Linked DNA regions of Gossypium hirsutum: region 1 is linked to region 2. The links are chromatin contacts, called in public Hi-C maps. All regions are on one chromosome and are shown on one strand. Each heading gives the region's core, a stretch centred on a gene start, on an enhancer-like site or on the middle of the called end of the contact. The rest is flanking DNA. Distances are from core to core; before and after follow the strand shown. Region 1 holds the start of LOC107957416. Region 2 holds the start of LOC107957444 (NAC domain-containing protein 53).

Region 1 (7,378 bases), core at 4,126-6,625, 210 kb before region 2:
ACTGTGTTAATTTAGTATTGATTCTAAAAAATCTAACCCTCAAAAATTACACTATATGCAATTTGGTCTTTTTTACAATTTTATTTTTCTCAGTAACCCTTTCACTAAAATTATATAAAATAAATAAATTTATTAGCTAATTTAATTGAAAATATGCAAAAAAAATTAAAACACCCAAGATAATAATTTTCTTATTTTCTCATTATTTTAAAAATAACCCCCAATATCACAAAGAAAAGTAAAACTCTAAAAAAAGAAAAAAGAGACCAACTTACACAATGTGTAAATGTCGAGGGCTAATTTTTAAAAAAAAATTAAGACTAAACTGACATCATTTATAAATATTGATGGGTTAAGTAATTATTATATCAATTTTAAAAGCTGTCATCATTAACCATGTTACAGGCCAATTTGGCCTAGGTACAAAACAACCCACCAAGCTATACCCAAAAAAAAACCTTAGCACACCACTCCAAATAACCCAAAACCCAATTACAACCCTTACCCACTAACCTTACAAAACCATTACCTATTTAACCCATTTACAAACTAAACCAAATACCCCTAAGCCCAATATCCAACCCACATCATCAAACCCAAACCAACCTAATACCTAACCCTAATAAGCCCTTAGCCGAACCACCTGCCCACTTGCTTCTGACAGCACTGCAACACCGGCCACCAACCGGTCATGTCTCCACTGCCCATGCCCATCCCCTGCAAGCAATAAAGAAGACAAGACAGATATAATAGAAAATAGATGTAAAAAGGTTATAAAAACCCGAATTAAAAACTGTAAAACAAGTTGGATTTTCGGGATCAATACAAAGAATATTTCAATATACTCAAGAAGATTCAAAAAATATAAAGACAATACAAGAATAACATCCAAGCAACTGGATACCAAAGAGTGAAGAATCAGAAGTGGAAAAGCCTAAGGTGATTCTGTTTTTTTTTTTGTTTTAAATACTATTTTAGGTTCATTTTACATACACATATATTAAAACTACACCAAATATACAAAAATATAATACAAAAATTAAGCAAAAAAATAAAAAAATATAAAGTTTACCATTTTCCTGCCACCGTGCACGGTGGTCGGCGCCGGTGACGGATGGTGGTCTGACGGTCGTCCGGTGATCGGCCCATGGCCGAATTCCCTTCCCCTCTCCCTCTTCTTTCCTTTTTTTTTCTTTTCACCCTTCAAATGAATTTTTTTTTAAAAAAAATTGTCTTATATAGGGACCAAAACGGTGCGTTTTGGTCCCCCTATTTAACCTAAAACGACGTCGTTTTGGACCCGACCCGCTCCGATCAGGATCCGCGCGTTTTTTAAACGGAAGGGCTATTTGCGCATTTAGCCCTTCTGCTTTTTCATGAATTTACAATTAGGTTTTTTTGTTTTTAATTTGGCCCTGAATTCTGTTGAGCTTTTCAATTTAGTCGTTGGCCATGCGCATCGTTTTAAAAGCTTTGGGCAAATTGCCCTTTTAGCCCCCCACAGTTTCATGCGCGTTCTAATTAGTCCTTTCCTCATTGTTTTCTTTTAAATTAGCCCCAAAAATTAGTTTCCCAATTCAATTTAGTCCCTTTTTACCTTTTTCTCGTTATTCTACTTTAATTTTATTATTATCATCATTATTATTATTATTATTATGTGTTGTCATATATATATCTTTAATACATATATGAATATATTTAAGTAATATTATTAATAATTATTATTATTTCTAATGTGTCTATATTATGTATATCTATATTTTTATACGTTATATATACTTTTAATATTATATTTTATATATTATTATGCATATTTTTAGTATATATATATTTGTGAAGCATTATCAATAGTTTTTTTATATTTATTATTATTTTAAATATGTATATATTGTGTATATATTCTAATACTACATTATACATATATTTTTATATTATGCGTATATTTCAAATATTATATATTAAGTATTTCTAACATCCTTATTATTTATACCCATGTACGTACGTGCCTATGTATCGTATTAATGAATTCATTTTATATTGTTATCATTTCTAAGGTATATGTACATATCATCTATGTGTTATATATATTATGTATATATTTTCAATATTATTAGTCATATTCTTTATATACTATTCCATGTACATATTTCCATATCATCTTATGTATATATTACTATTACATTTATTTTATTCCTGCTATGTTTATTATTAATATTAGTACATATATTTTATTATTCTTGTACACATATTTCTTATCTAGTATTATTTTCATATATCATTTTATTATTATTATACCTATTATTGTCATTGTTATCATTTATTATTTTAATATTATGTATATATTTTTTTCATAAATGTCATTTACGTACGGTTCTTAATATTTATTTTATATATATATCTACATATTATGCATGTATTTTATCCTTACTACTATGAATGTTAGCATATATTTTATTATTTATGTATATATCTTTAATACATCTAGGTATATGTTTATTATTAATAGATGTTTTCAACATTATGATGTATATATATATTATGTAAATATTTTATTGTGTATGCATTTTTATATATTACGTCTATATATATACTTTTTAAATGTTGTATTTTTATATATATCACGTATATATTTCGAATATTATATAGTATATTTCTAATGCTATTACTATTTATATATATATTTCACGTACATATTCTAAATATCATTATTATGTATATATATTCATTGTTTCCATTTCATGTCTAAATCTAGTATTACGTTTAATATCGCATATATCTTTATCGTTTTTAATATATTTGTCACACTTATATTTGCTTCAACATATTTCTAGCTCTGTCATTTATTTATTTTTATCAATTTGCTTTGCATTATTTCGAAAATCTTATTCTCGTCTCCTAATTAATTTCCATATATAATGCAATGTACCAATTTAACATCAAGTCATCGATTTCATCGCTATGTTGGGTGAAATTCGCCGGCTTGTGTTAAAAGCGGGACACCGTTTTAAAAAACCAAAAATTTCGAATTTTAGTATTTCAATCGGATCGCGATTAAATATTAAGTTAAACTTGTATTTTTGAGAATCAAGACAACACGTGTTTTACAATATACCAATTTTGGGCGTCGCGAGAGTGCTAATACCTTCCTCGCGCGTAACCGACTCCCGAACCCTAATTTTTTTCTGGCTTTTGACGTAGACCTAAACTCGGCCTTCTTTTTTAAAAAAAAAAGAAATCTAATAGGTGTCCGATCACACCTAGGAAAAAGGATCGGTGGCGACTCCCTTTTTATTTCAAAATCAAACTTCAGTTTTCAAGTTTTCACTAAATCGCCACAATTAGCGACCAAGCTAAATTTTTTACGTCGCTACAAGCCAATTGGTGACCAGAAAAAACAATTGAACAATTGAGTGACTATTTTGTAAGTTTTCATAATAGGGTGACAAAAAAAAATACTAATAGTTGAGTAACTACTAGTGTTGTTTACCTTAATTTTTAGGGTAAACTACATAGATAATCACTTAACTTTCAAAAGTTTTCATTTTAGACACCTGATTTTTTTTTTACAATTTAAACACCTATATTACATAGTTTGATTATTTTAATCACTCCCGTTAAAATTGTAAAAAAATCTAACCTGAAATTATTTCTAAAATTTTGATTTTCCACTTCATTTAAATAAATAAATAACTTCCATTTATTGTATTTCATTATTTATGATAAACTGGTGAATTATTGTTTCATTGAAGAAGATTGGTCAGTTTTAGGTAGAAAAAGAAAAGTTCAAAATGTGTAAAAGAACCCAAAGATGTTCTTATACAATGAAAAGGAATAGAGAAGCTCATATTTGGATCTGAAACAAGCTTTGTGAACACATGTTTTTTAGTCATTTTTTAAACCAAAAATAAAAAAACAAACACTAGCTTTTTAAATTTTCCGATTTAGTCACTAAACTATTCGAAAACAATTTTTTTGGTTTTTTACAAAACATTAACAACCATTTAAAATTTGACGAAAGTGCTAATGTGGAGTTTTTTTTATTGGTCTTGTAATAGCCAATTTTGGCCCAAACCAATAAAACCAAAATAAACCCACCAAATAATTAAAAAGTCCATTTTTTTAGTCCATTTACAATATGTGTGGCCCAACATTTTAAAACCCATTTCAGATCCAAAATTAAAACCAAGCCCACTACCCAAATTTTAGCCCAAATCAGCCCAAACAAACTAAACCCTAGCCCTTTGCAAAGAAGAGAAAACAGCAGCAGCCCTAGCCCTCCAGGCATGCTGCTGCCGAACTCTTGGCCTCCCTTCGGCCACCACGCCCTGACCATCGCCTTTTCCACGCGTCGTATGACACCTGCAACAGAATCAAGATACAACAGCAAAAATGCACGCGATTGACAAAGAAATAAAGAGCAAAAGAACAAAAATCATAAAACCAACAGTTGGTAGATTGGCTTTAAAAGCCAAGATCTTTTCTTTGTAATCGGTTACAGACACTTACAAAACAAGATTAATCAAAAAGAAATAGAAATTCTTCGAAGGTGATTTTATTGCTTGCGTTTCAGTTTCTAATCTTTGTATTTTACTTTGTTTTGTTTTTTTTTCTTTTCATTTCTTTTTACATATGAAATAATAATACAAAGATAACAATTGTAAAGACGTACCTCCGATTCACTGTTTGGGGGTGCTCCGGCGTTCCCTCGCCGATTTGAAGGTCGTTGAACCCCTGGGGGTTCAGCCAATGGCCGTGGAAGGGAACAACGAACCAAAAAGGGGGTTTTCCCTTTTCTCTTCCGTCGCGATGGGCTATGAAGGCTCCGCCTTCGAACCAGTTCGGAAGAGGACCAAAAGGGCCCGTTTCACTCAACACCGACTGCCGTTCGAGGCATGGGCGAGGAGACGCCCCCGATGAGCCCATGGTCGGCCATGGGGGAGGCTAAGAGGAAAATGGGAGGGAGAGAAAGCAAGAAGCTCTCTGTTTTTTTTAAATGAAGTCTGAAAAATGAAAAAAAAAAAGGTTTTTTGGTTTAAATAATATTGATGAAACGGCATAGTTTCATTAACCCCCCCAGGCCTTAAAACGATGCCTTTTAGGGGGAACCCGCGGCCCGACCCGATTGGAAGAGAGACCCGCGTGTTTTTGAGGCCGAAATGGCTATTTGCGGTTATGATCCCTCCTTCTTTCCTACGCCATTTGATTTAGTCCCGCTTTGCATTTTTATTTTTTAAAATCTTGCCCTATTATTTTCTTTCATTTCTGATTTGATCCCTGGCCTGGACAAGTGAAACGCAGCGCATTAGACTTGGAACACTCCCTCATTTGGTCCTCTCGAATCTAAGCGTGTTTTGATTTAGTCCCCAGTGGCCTTCTTTTTTTATTTGCAATCGCTACCCTGAATTTTGGTCCATTTTCAATCACGTCCTAAATCCCTTTATTTCTTTTGTTATTTATCTGTTTTAAAATGTCTTATTATGTGCTGTTTCAAATATTCTGCATGCGGTTTGTTATTAGATTATTTATGTACATGCTTTATTTTAACTTGTTTTAATATTGATTATTTAAAATTGTATTATTATCCATTTTAAATTGTTTTTTTATATACATTGAGTGTACTAAGCTATTTTGTTATATTATACGTTTTTGATACTTTTCACATATCATTTATATAGTTTATTTCCAATTGTTTTTATACATATTATTAAAAAAAATGATGGTTTTGTATATTTCTATTATTATTATTATTATTATTATTATTTTCTTTAAGCTCCCTCTTATTTCAAGTTTTTTTATCTCTATGTATATATATATATTTTTTAAATTGACCTATATATATTGTTTATTTTAAAATTGTTTTCATACCTTATTTCGAAACCTATTTATTTATTTAAAAATGTTTTGTTATTATAATTTACTTTAATTTTTTTATATACATTGTTTCATACTTTCGTATGTATATATATATATATTATCTATTTTAAAATTACTCATGTGAATTCCTTTTTTAAAAAAAATTTGCTTTGTATAATATAGATTTTAAAATTCTTTTACATTATTTATTTTAAACTCGCTTCATGTATTATTCATTTTAAATTGTTTTATTATTTACTTTAAATTTTTTTATATATTATCAATTTCAAATTGTTATATCTATTTTTTTATTATATATATACTAGTCATTTCTTTGATGTCTTGTATATTAACTATTTTAAAATTTCTTTTACATGTACTCTATTTTTAAATTATTTTGAACATTGTTGATATTAAATTTCTTTTTCACATTATTTATTTTAAATTCATTTGTTATCATTTTAAAATTTATTTTACACTTTGTTTATTTTAATTTGCTTTATAACCTTTTAAATCGTTATATATTATTTAATTCATTGGTCTTTGATTATTAATGTTAGTATATAAATGATGCGTATCGTGAGATTATTGCCATTGCATGTACTATGATTCGTTTATTTGTACTTTCATATTATTGTCATTCGCTTGTGTAATATCTTTATTCATGTATCATCGTTCCATGTCGCACTATACTCTTATTTCATATCATCGCCTCATGAATTAAGCCTCGCTACATTTATCTAATAAATCGTTTTAACCTAAACGAATAATGCACGTTATTTAAATATCGTATTCGCTACTATTCAAAAACAAAAATTTCAAAATAAGGCAATGTTTTGCATTTTGGAGCGTCGAGGAATTGTGCCCTAACTTACGGGGTTTCGGTTTTCTCGATTGATTCTAAATAGCCAAATACCCTTTTGAGTTTTAAAATACACAGAATTCCAATTAAAATTAAAGACAACCTTGCGCTCGGGAAGTTCATGGTATTGTGTCCTAACTTACGGGATGTGATACTCCGATATCTCGAAACAAGGAAATGTTTAACAATTGTTTTGAGCTAATCCAAAAATTTTAAAATCGATGCTAATAAAAAGGGATCGTATTTTAAATCTATTCTTGATTTTCAACTTTCGACATTAAGACACTAACTAATCAATTCGGTACCAATCTTTGGGCGTGACGAGGGTGCTAATCCTTCCTCGCACGTAACCGACTCCCGAACCCATTCTCTCGAGATTCGTAGACAAAAAAACCCCGTTTTAATAAACTAAAATGTTTTATTAAAACAAAGGTGATCCGATCACACCTAATAAAGATCGGTGGCGACTCCCGTTTTAATTTTCATTTTTAAACAAGGTCGATTCCCATTTTCAAAAAAAAAATGGTTTCGACAGGTCTAATGCTAAATTTAGCTTCTAATGTTTACATATTCTATTAATTTAATCTTAAATATAAAAAAAATTCAACAAATTTAGTCCTCATCCTTTACAAAATGACAGTTTTTTATTTTTAAAATTTTTGT
Region 2 (7,398 bases), core at 3,520-6,019:
ACGGTAGTTATACAAAGATGAATAGGCATATTCCTGGACATATATGACAGTTTTAAGTAAAACTGCTTTGCTATTTATAGATCAATGATTTAGGCTTGATTTATAAATTACTCGGGCGCATGCACATCTCATAATCCTTCGTATTCACCAGTGTGCATCAAAGACCATCTAATAAGATAAATCCCAGAATCAGCCATATGACCTCACCTAAGAATGAAGAGCTCGATCAGACAAACAAAACCTACGGAGCATTTTAATTGCTCTCATTTCCCGTATCACTTACATGAATAACAATAGTTTTGGTTAATTTCATTTCCAAGTCAAATTACATCAGATGTTCACTAGAAAGAATCAGAAGAGTAAATTTGTTAATCACATCAAAGCAGTGCTTGAATATTCATACACAGATGACCACATAATTCTCTAAAAAGGACTTCTTGAAAGCTTCTATTGCAATCTCGCTAATGACCAAAGCAAATAGATAAGACTTTAATTAAAACAAAGACAACAACCTAAAGTAGCAAAGGAAACTAAAAAACTATTGGAAACAACCACACGATTATTGAGGCAATGAGGTCTAATTTTTCTACAGAATCATATGCCTATTTCATGCATAAATGACTGCATAAGTCTACGCAAAGGATATCTTTAGTTTCAAGTTCAATACTGTTAATGACCAATGTATATGAACAAGTCAACACCATAATTAAACAAGATGACAAAATGAGATACTCCATCCATTCGTGGCCCAATGAAGTTGCTAAAAAAAATAGAATACCATTGAAAAAATCACAGGCATATATTTTTACTCAAGCAAAAGCTTGTACCATGATGCTGCCTTGGATCATAAATCACCATCTGAGATGTATCTGGACGAAGGACTTTAAGAGAAGCAGTCGGAACACCTGATGGTGCTGATGTACTCTTATCTGCACAAATGAAAACAAAAATTAGCCCAATGAGTATTAATAGTAACCTGGAACAAGAAACGGTGTACCTGTCATTGCAGATCCATTAGAGAGAACTGACTTATCCACCTTCTTACCAATGTTTTTAGAGAGCCACTGAAGAGAATATCAATGAGTTCAAAAATTAGCAAATGCAATTTCAATGATTCAAACATAGAGGTACAGAAGCAATTTTAAGAGTTATACTTACAGTTTTCAAAGGAAAAAGAAATTACACATAAACAAGTCCCAAATTTTTTCATATCTATTGCTGAGACATGAGCAACAAATTTGCGGTTTTATGAAAGAACAATAAAGCATGTTCAAGCTTAAAGCATCTAAAAAGTAGGTGTTAATCACGTTATCCGGACAGGTTTCAATAATCTAGGGCAAGAAAAGATCATAACATTTTATTTTGACTCGAGGTTCCAAAGGCAGATGTGCATCCGGTACAATCAGAAACTCTAAAAGGAGCCAAATTATGCATCGGCCTTTGCAATGACATTACAATGACCATAACAAACACCAAGGTTATGACTAAAATAAAAGAATAACAGCCCTAGTTGCTGATACGTTATAGAAAAAGTTGGAAATGCTACATGGTTATCTTGACATGGAAATTTCCGACCTCATTACATCACTGAACTTCAAAATTTCCCATCAGTTGTAAACATAGCATATTACTTTTATTTACGACATACTTCTCAAATACATCAGATCAACCTAAATAGTCATCAATTTATAACACTCACTGCCACCCTCAAGATATTGATAGATATCTCTACAACTATCTTTATCATGGAAGATTAAGAAGAAGGCCCTTGTTGCAAGACCAAGTACCAAATAAGGCTACACAGCTATGGCTCATTCTTCTGTGGACTTATTTGGCTAAGATACTTGCTAGAGGAACTTCATTCTTCTTCTTAGGTTTGCACCTACACGATGTGTGTGTATGTGTTTATCTTTGTCCCCTTCTAAAATTTTCAATACTACTCAAAACTGCTACCAAGCATAAAGCCTCCATTCTTTTGGCTACTAGCTTCAACATAGATGCCAAAATGCTGCTTGCAAAAACAGGCATAAACCAAAATCAGGTAATCATCAAAATCCCCACCTAAAGAGCAAATCACCATTCACAGACCAGGGCGGCACCAAACATACAACTAATACAGTTTTCTTAATACTATTAACCCTACATCCAATTTTTAAGAAGTCTTACTAACAAATATTTCTACCTTCTTGCACACAAATAGTTATTAGTCCTAAGCCAATGTTTAATGAATGTCCTAGTCAGACCCTCCTGTAGTCATAATCGAAAGTTGTACTGCTTAACCATCCTCTCTATTACCAAAAATTACTACTCTCAGAGGGTATCACCAAACATAGTTCCTGTTCTAACTAATAGTCTGCATTATGTCACAAGTTTTCTCCCTCAAGATTTCTAAGATTAACCCAGTTAAATATGCAAACCAACAACCTTAGTAATTTTCCTTCTCATGCAACTGATTTCTCTTTTCCATTTTCTGATTGAAATGTTCCATTTATGAGAAGTGTGAAATCGAAAGAAAGAGAAGAAAGAGGGGCTGCTGCTGGTTACTGTTTTGGCTGCTGCTGCTGCTGCTAGAATTTCCAATTTTGTGAATATATTGAAGAGAAAAAGAGAGGGTTTTGGTGTGCGGAGCAGATAGTGTTGGGAGGAAATGGGGAAGGGAAATTTGATGCCGAGACGAGAAGAAACGATGACGACAGATTAATCAACGGAATCAGTGGGAAATGGGAGGAGAAAATGATTAGGACGGAAGAGGAGAGGGTCGGGTAGGGAGGGAGGGTAAAACAGAGAGATGGGGAGGGAGGCCGGGCGTAATGGCTAATACAACGATTTGGGAACGGATTGTAAAACACGGGAATTTGGGGATTAGGGGCGTAATGTAATACGCGCGTAATGGCTAATACAGCGAACCAAACGCCGGATTAGGGGCGTAATGTAATACGCGCGTAATCGGGGCGTAATGGATTGGGTAATACGGCGAACCAAACACGCTGTAAATATTTTGGGATTTGATTACTATCTAAGTTATTTCTTTTTTCTTTTAAATTTTCCAAAGTACCTTTTTCTTTTACAGCAACGTACAGTTTTTCTTTTTTCGTTTATATTTTGATTATCCAAATCAAAGATTAAATAAGCATTTTGAGATTATATTTGAGTGGGTTTGATTCAATTGTTTTTGTTTTTATATTTTTAGAACATTATTTGATAATTTTTTAAAATGTTTTTCAAGAGTTAATTCCCATTTTGAACCTTAAATTGTAAAAGTATTATAAAGATTCTTGTATTAAAAGTTAAATTACATTTTGTTTTATTTATTGAAAAAATAGATAAATTTACCTGTGTATTAAATTAAAAAATAAATTTATTTTTCTTTTAAATTTTTTATCAATTTTTACTCCTAAAAATTAATCTACATATATTAAAATAGGAAACACATGATATATCATATGTAATTATATTATTATTTTGTTGCTTAAATTAATTATTAATATGAACTAATTAACTCTTTAACTAATAAAAAATTAATTTACTCATAATTTAAATAAACAAATTATAATTTAACTCCTAATACATTACCAAATTAATCAGACATTCTGAGTTTTGAATAAGTTTACTAATTACGATCCTTACCAGTAATGGATGTTACGTAGGTAATAAAATAAAATCTAGAAGCTTCAGCCGTTAGCCAGTTACATTCAGGAGCCGTTCCACGTGGTTTTGAGTCGGTGACACTCATTTGTATCCCACTCGAGTAACTTTATCATTCCAATACCTCATAAGGAAACAAATAACGGAATGTTTTAGTGAGGTTTGAAGAGTTATGTGCCCATCTGCACACTCCTTGGAACTCACGTTCATGCACCTAACTTCAAACCCTACATTTTCACTTAATAATTCTTATTATAATATTAATTTGGTGTTAAAATTAATAGAAAATTAATTAAATTTAAAAAAATAACAAAAATATTTTTCATATTTTAAATAAATTATTTCATTTGTGTATAATTTATTTTTTAATTTTAAAAATAATAAAAAAATGTATATAATAAAATTTAAACTCATAATAACTAAATTAATAAAACAATAAATTTATCACTCAACTAAACTTTTATTTTTATTTTTATTTTTTATATATTTTCATTTTATTATGTACATTTTCATCAATTATATATCTATATTAAAATACTCTTATTTTGAAGGATAATTAATATTATTATAATAATTTTTTATCTTTTCATACTCTAATATAATCTTAAAATAAAATAATTAAAAAAATTATTGTGAATCGAACACAAATCAATAAAATTATATAAAAATCTCTTACAAATTTAACAATAATAATTTCTTAAAATAATTTTATAAATATTTTTTTAATATAAAATATTTTCATTCACCTACATGAGTGTGATATAATCTAATACTAGTAATGTTATTGACTTCTAACACCAATATATTTTACTTTTTTCCATTTAATACCATAAATGTTGCATAGGTTATTATTAATTAATTTTAAACTTTAACTTTTAATTATTTATTATATATTATATTTAAAGGCACATCATATTAACAGGCTTAATCAAAATATGAATTATTATTATTTTGTCATTTCATAAGTTTTTAATCCTCTCAAAAGAAAAAAAAAACACAATGTATGGTATTGTCATTTTAGATTTTTTTTTTTAAACGTCTCAAAACAACTGACGGATGGGATTACGTTTATCATCCCTTTAAAGTCCACGTGTTGCACTGTCAGTGAATATTTAATTAAAACATTTGGTGATTTTATCATACTTCCCTACTCCTTTTCTTGAAAGATCTGAGCTTTCTACAAACTAACACGGCTAAGTAAAGCCTTCGTCTCACTTCAATTAAAAAAAAACAAGAGAAAAAAACAGCTTCCTTCTAACACCAAAAAAGTTCCCTTTCAAAAAAACAAAAGAAAAACCCAATTCTTCAAAAATCCTGGATTTTTGTTTGTTCCATTCACTGTTGGTGACTCGATGGGTCGTGACTCAGCAACCTCGTTAGCTCCCGGCTTCCGGTTCCACCCCACCGATGAAGAACTCGTTCGTTACTATCTAAAACGGAAAATCTTGAACAGGCCTTCCTTTGATGCCATTTCTGTTATCGATATTTATAGATCCGAGCCTTGGGATCTCCCTGGTATTTTCTTTTTTTTTCCCCTTTCGGTTTGATTTTCTTTTGTTTGGCTTGGTCAAATTTTTTGTTTCATTCTTGAATTTTGGTTTTTTTTTTTCAAGCCTTGACCTAAATTTTAAGTTTTGAAATTGGGTTTTCTATTAATTTTGGTCTTCAGGTTTGATTGTTGAAGATGCTTGTTTTAGCTCTTTTGATTTTAAGTTTTATAAATTGGGATATCGGTACTTGGTTAATTATAAATTGAACTTACTAATTTAGGTTAAATTTTACATATTTGCTTTAAAGCTTTTGAAGATAAACGCTTTAAAGCCTTTTTAGGGTTTTTTCTTCAATTCTTGAAATTGGGTTTTTTAAAAAAACTTTCCGACTATATCTAGTTTAAATTTATCTTCTATGTATAACTAGAATTTAGGGTGAGTTTTTTTTTTTAAAGTTGTAAATCAAGATTTTCTTCTTAATAGATAAGTCAAAGCTGAAGAGCAGGGACTTGGAGTGGTACTTTTTCAGTGCACTGGACAAGAAATATGGAAATGGGTCGAGGACCAATAGGGCAACTGAGAGAGGCTACTGGAAGACAACTGGAAAGGACCGTGCAATTCGCTTTAGGGAAAGAGTGGTTGGCATGAAGAAAACTCTTGTTTACCATAAAGGTCGTGCCCCACGTGGCGAAAGGACTAACTGGGTAATGCACGAGTACCGTCTTACTGATGAGACATTGGAGAAAGGTGGAATTCAACAGGTAAAGATTGTAATATATGTTCTAGTATTTTTTTGTTTTGAGCTTTGATATTTGTTCGGGGATTAATGTTGGGTTATTGGGGCTGGAAGGATGCTTTTGTATTGTGTAGGGTGTTTCAGAAGAGCGGGTCTGGGCCAAAGAATGGGGAGCAGTATGGGGCACCTTTTATTGAAGAAGAATGGGAGGATGATGAGGCAGTTTTTGTGCCTGGTCAACAAGATGCATCTGCCTATGAAGAGGCTGCCAACGAAGATGCTTTTGTTGAAGTGAATGATATTGATCAGGTGTGTAATGTTTTTGGCTTGTTTTGTGCTTGGAAGCTTGACTTTTTCTGTGTTTTATGTTATGTATTGAAGTTTGAGTGACTTTTTGGCGTGATGACTTGCAATTTAATAGAAAATAATAATGACTTGTTTAATGCCTTTATTTTATATTCTCAAATATTGTTCATCTTTTGGTGAATGAGAAAAGTCTGATTTTTAAGAAAAGTACTGCTTAGTTTGTGCTGGTGTGAGTTGTGTTTTTCTGTTTTGATTGGGTTGGGTGTCTTGAAGCCTAACTTTGTCTAGGCTTTCTTTGTGACCAATTTGACATTTAATGATGTTTGCTCTTGGAGTCATATCACTGCTGGGGGTAAATCCCTCCAACCAGATCCACTCTTAAGGCTTGGCATGCTTATGAAATCTTTCAGACATCTTTCATACAGTTATAAATTGCATTTGTCCTTGATCGGAGACTCTTGCTACGGATGAGTTGGTTTTATTGCTAGATGAATGATTAGAGTTCTGAAAATTGTTGCTTCTTGACAGAATCTTGACATTGGCAATCCATCTGAAAACAATATCCTTCCGTTGAACGGCTATTGTGGGGAATCAAGCAACCATGTGGAACATTCAAGGGAGTTCAGTGAAGACGATCAAAAGCCACCAAACAGTATGCATGAGAATGCATTCCTCCCTTCCAGTTTCTATTATGGCGAATCAAGCAACTGTGGTGAACATTCAATGGAGTTCAAAGAAGATTATCAGAAGCCTATTCGCATGCATGCCACTGAAGGTGATTCAAAGCCACATCATGAGCTTGTAGTCGCTGATTCACCTGAGCAAGATCTGATAGCTACAAATGGAAAACCAGTTAAGGATGAATATGTGCTCGAACCAATTGAAAACATCACTTCTGCGAACTACGTGCTTGGAGACCCATACCTGGATGTTACTAGTTATCTTCCAACCAATGATGAACTTTTCTTGGAAGCTAATGATTTTTCAAACCCGATTTACCCAGAATCTGAACTTTTTGACATCAATGAGTATCTTTCATTCGATGATGCTGATGATCAGTCTTTGGCCTTTGATTATGATGAAATTGTGGGAAGTGAGATTCCTGTTTCTGGCCAAGAACCTCTTACTGAAACGGTGCATAGTTCTTTTCTTTCGTCATTCGTTTCTGTAATACATGCAGAGAATTTTTGCTTTTTTCTAATTAGTTCATTTCTTGATAAC

What was found. Hi-C and Micro-C count contacts between places; a contact is called where the count stands out from the background.
Region 1: a contact with region 2 is called in a Hi-C map of leaf, with 1.6 times the contacts expected there. The contact joins the promoter of LOC107957416 here to the promoter of LOC107957444 in region 2. A contact is called at or near these places in 2 of 34 Hi-C or Micro-C datasets (both in leaf).

What each region holds. Positions count from the first base shown.
Region 1 is chrA05:37,606,554-37,613,931 of Gossypium_hirsutum_v2.1, reverse strand. LOC107957416 reads right to left here and starts at 5,375. Exons shown (of 2, transcript XM_016892934.2): 1 at 4,670-5,375; 2 at 4,008-4,359. The coding sequence starts at 4,923. The coding sequence ends at 4,227.
Region 2 is chrA05:37,399,116-37,406,513 of Gossypium_hirsutum_v2.1, reverse strand. LOC107957444 (NAC domain-containing protein 53) reads left to right here and starts at 4,769. Exons shown (of 6, transcript XM_041112340.1): 1 at 4,769-5,160; 2 at 5,619-5,896; 3 at 5,986-6,180; 4 at 6,706-7,311. The coding sequence starts at 4,998. LOC107957424 (a long non-coding RNA gene) reads right to left here and starts at 1,315. Exons shown (of 3, transcript XR_005926606.1): 1 at 998-1,315; 2 at 828-929.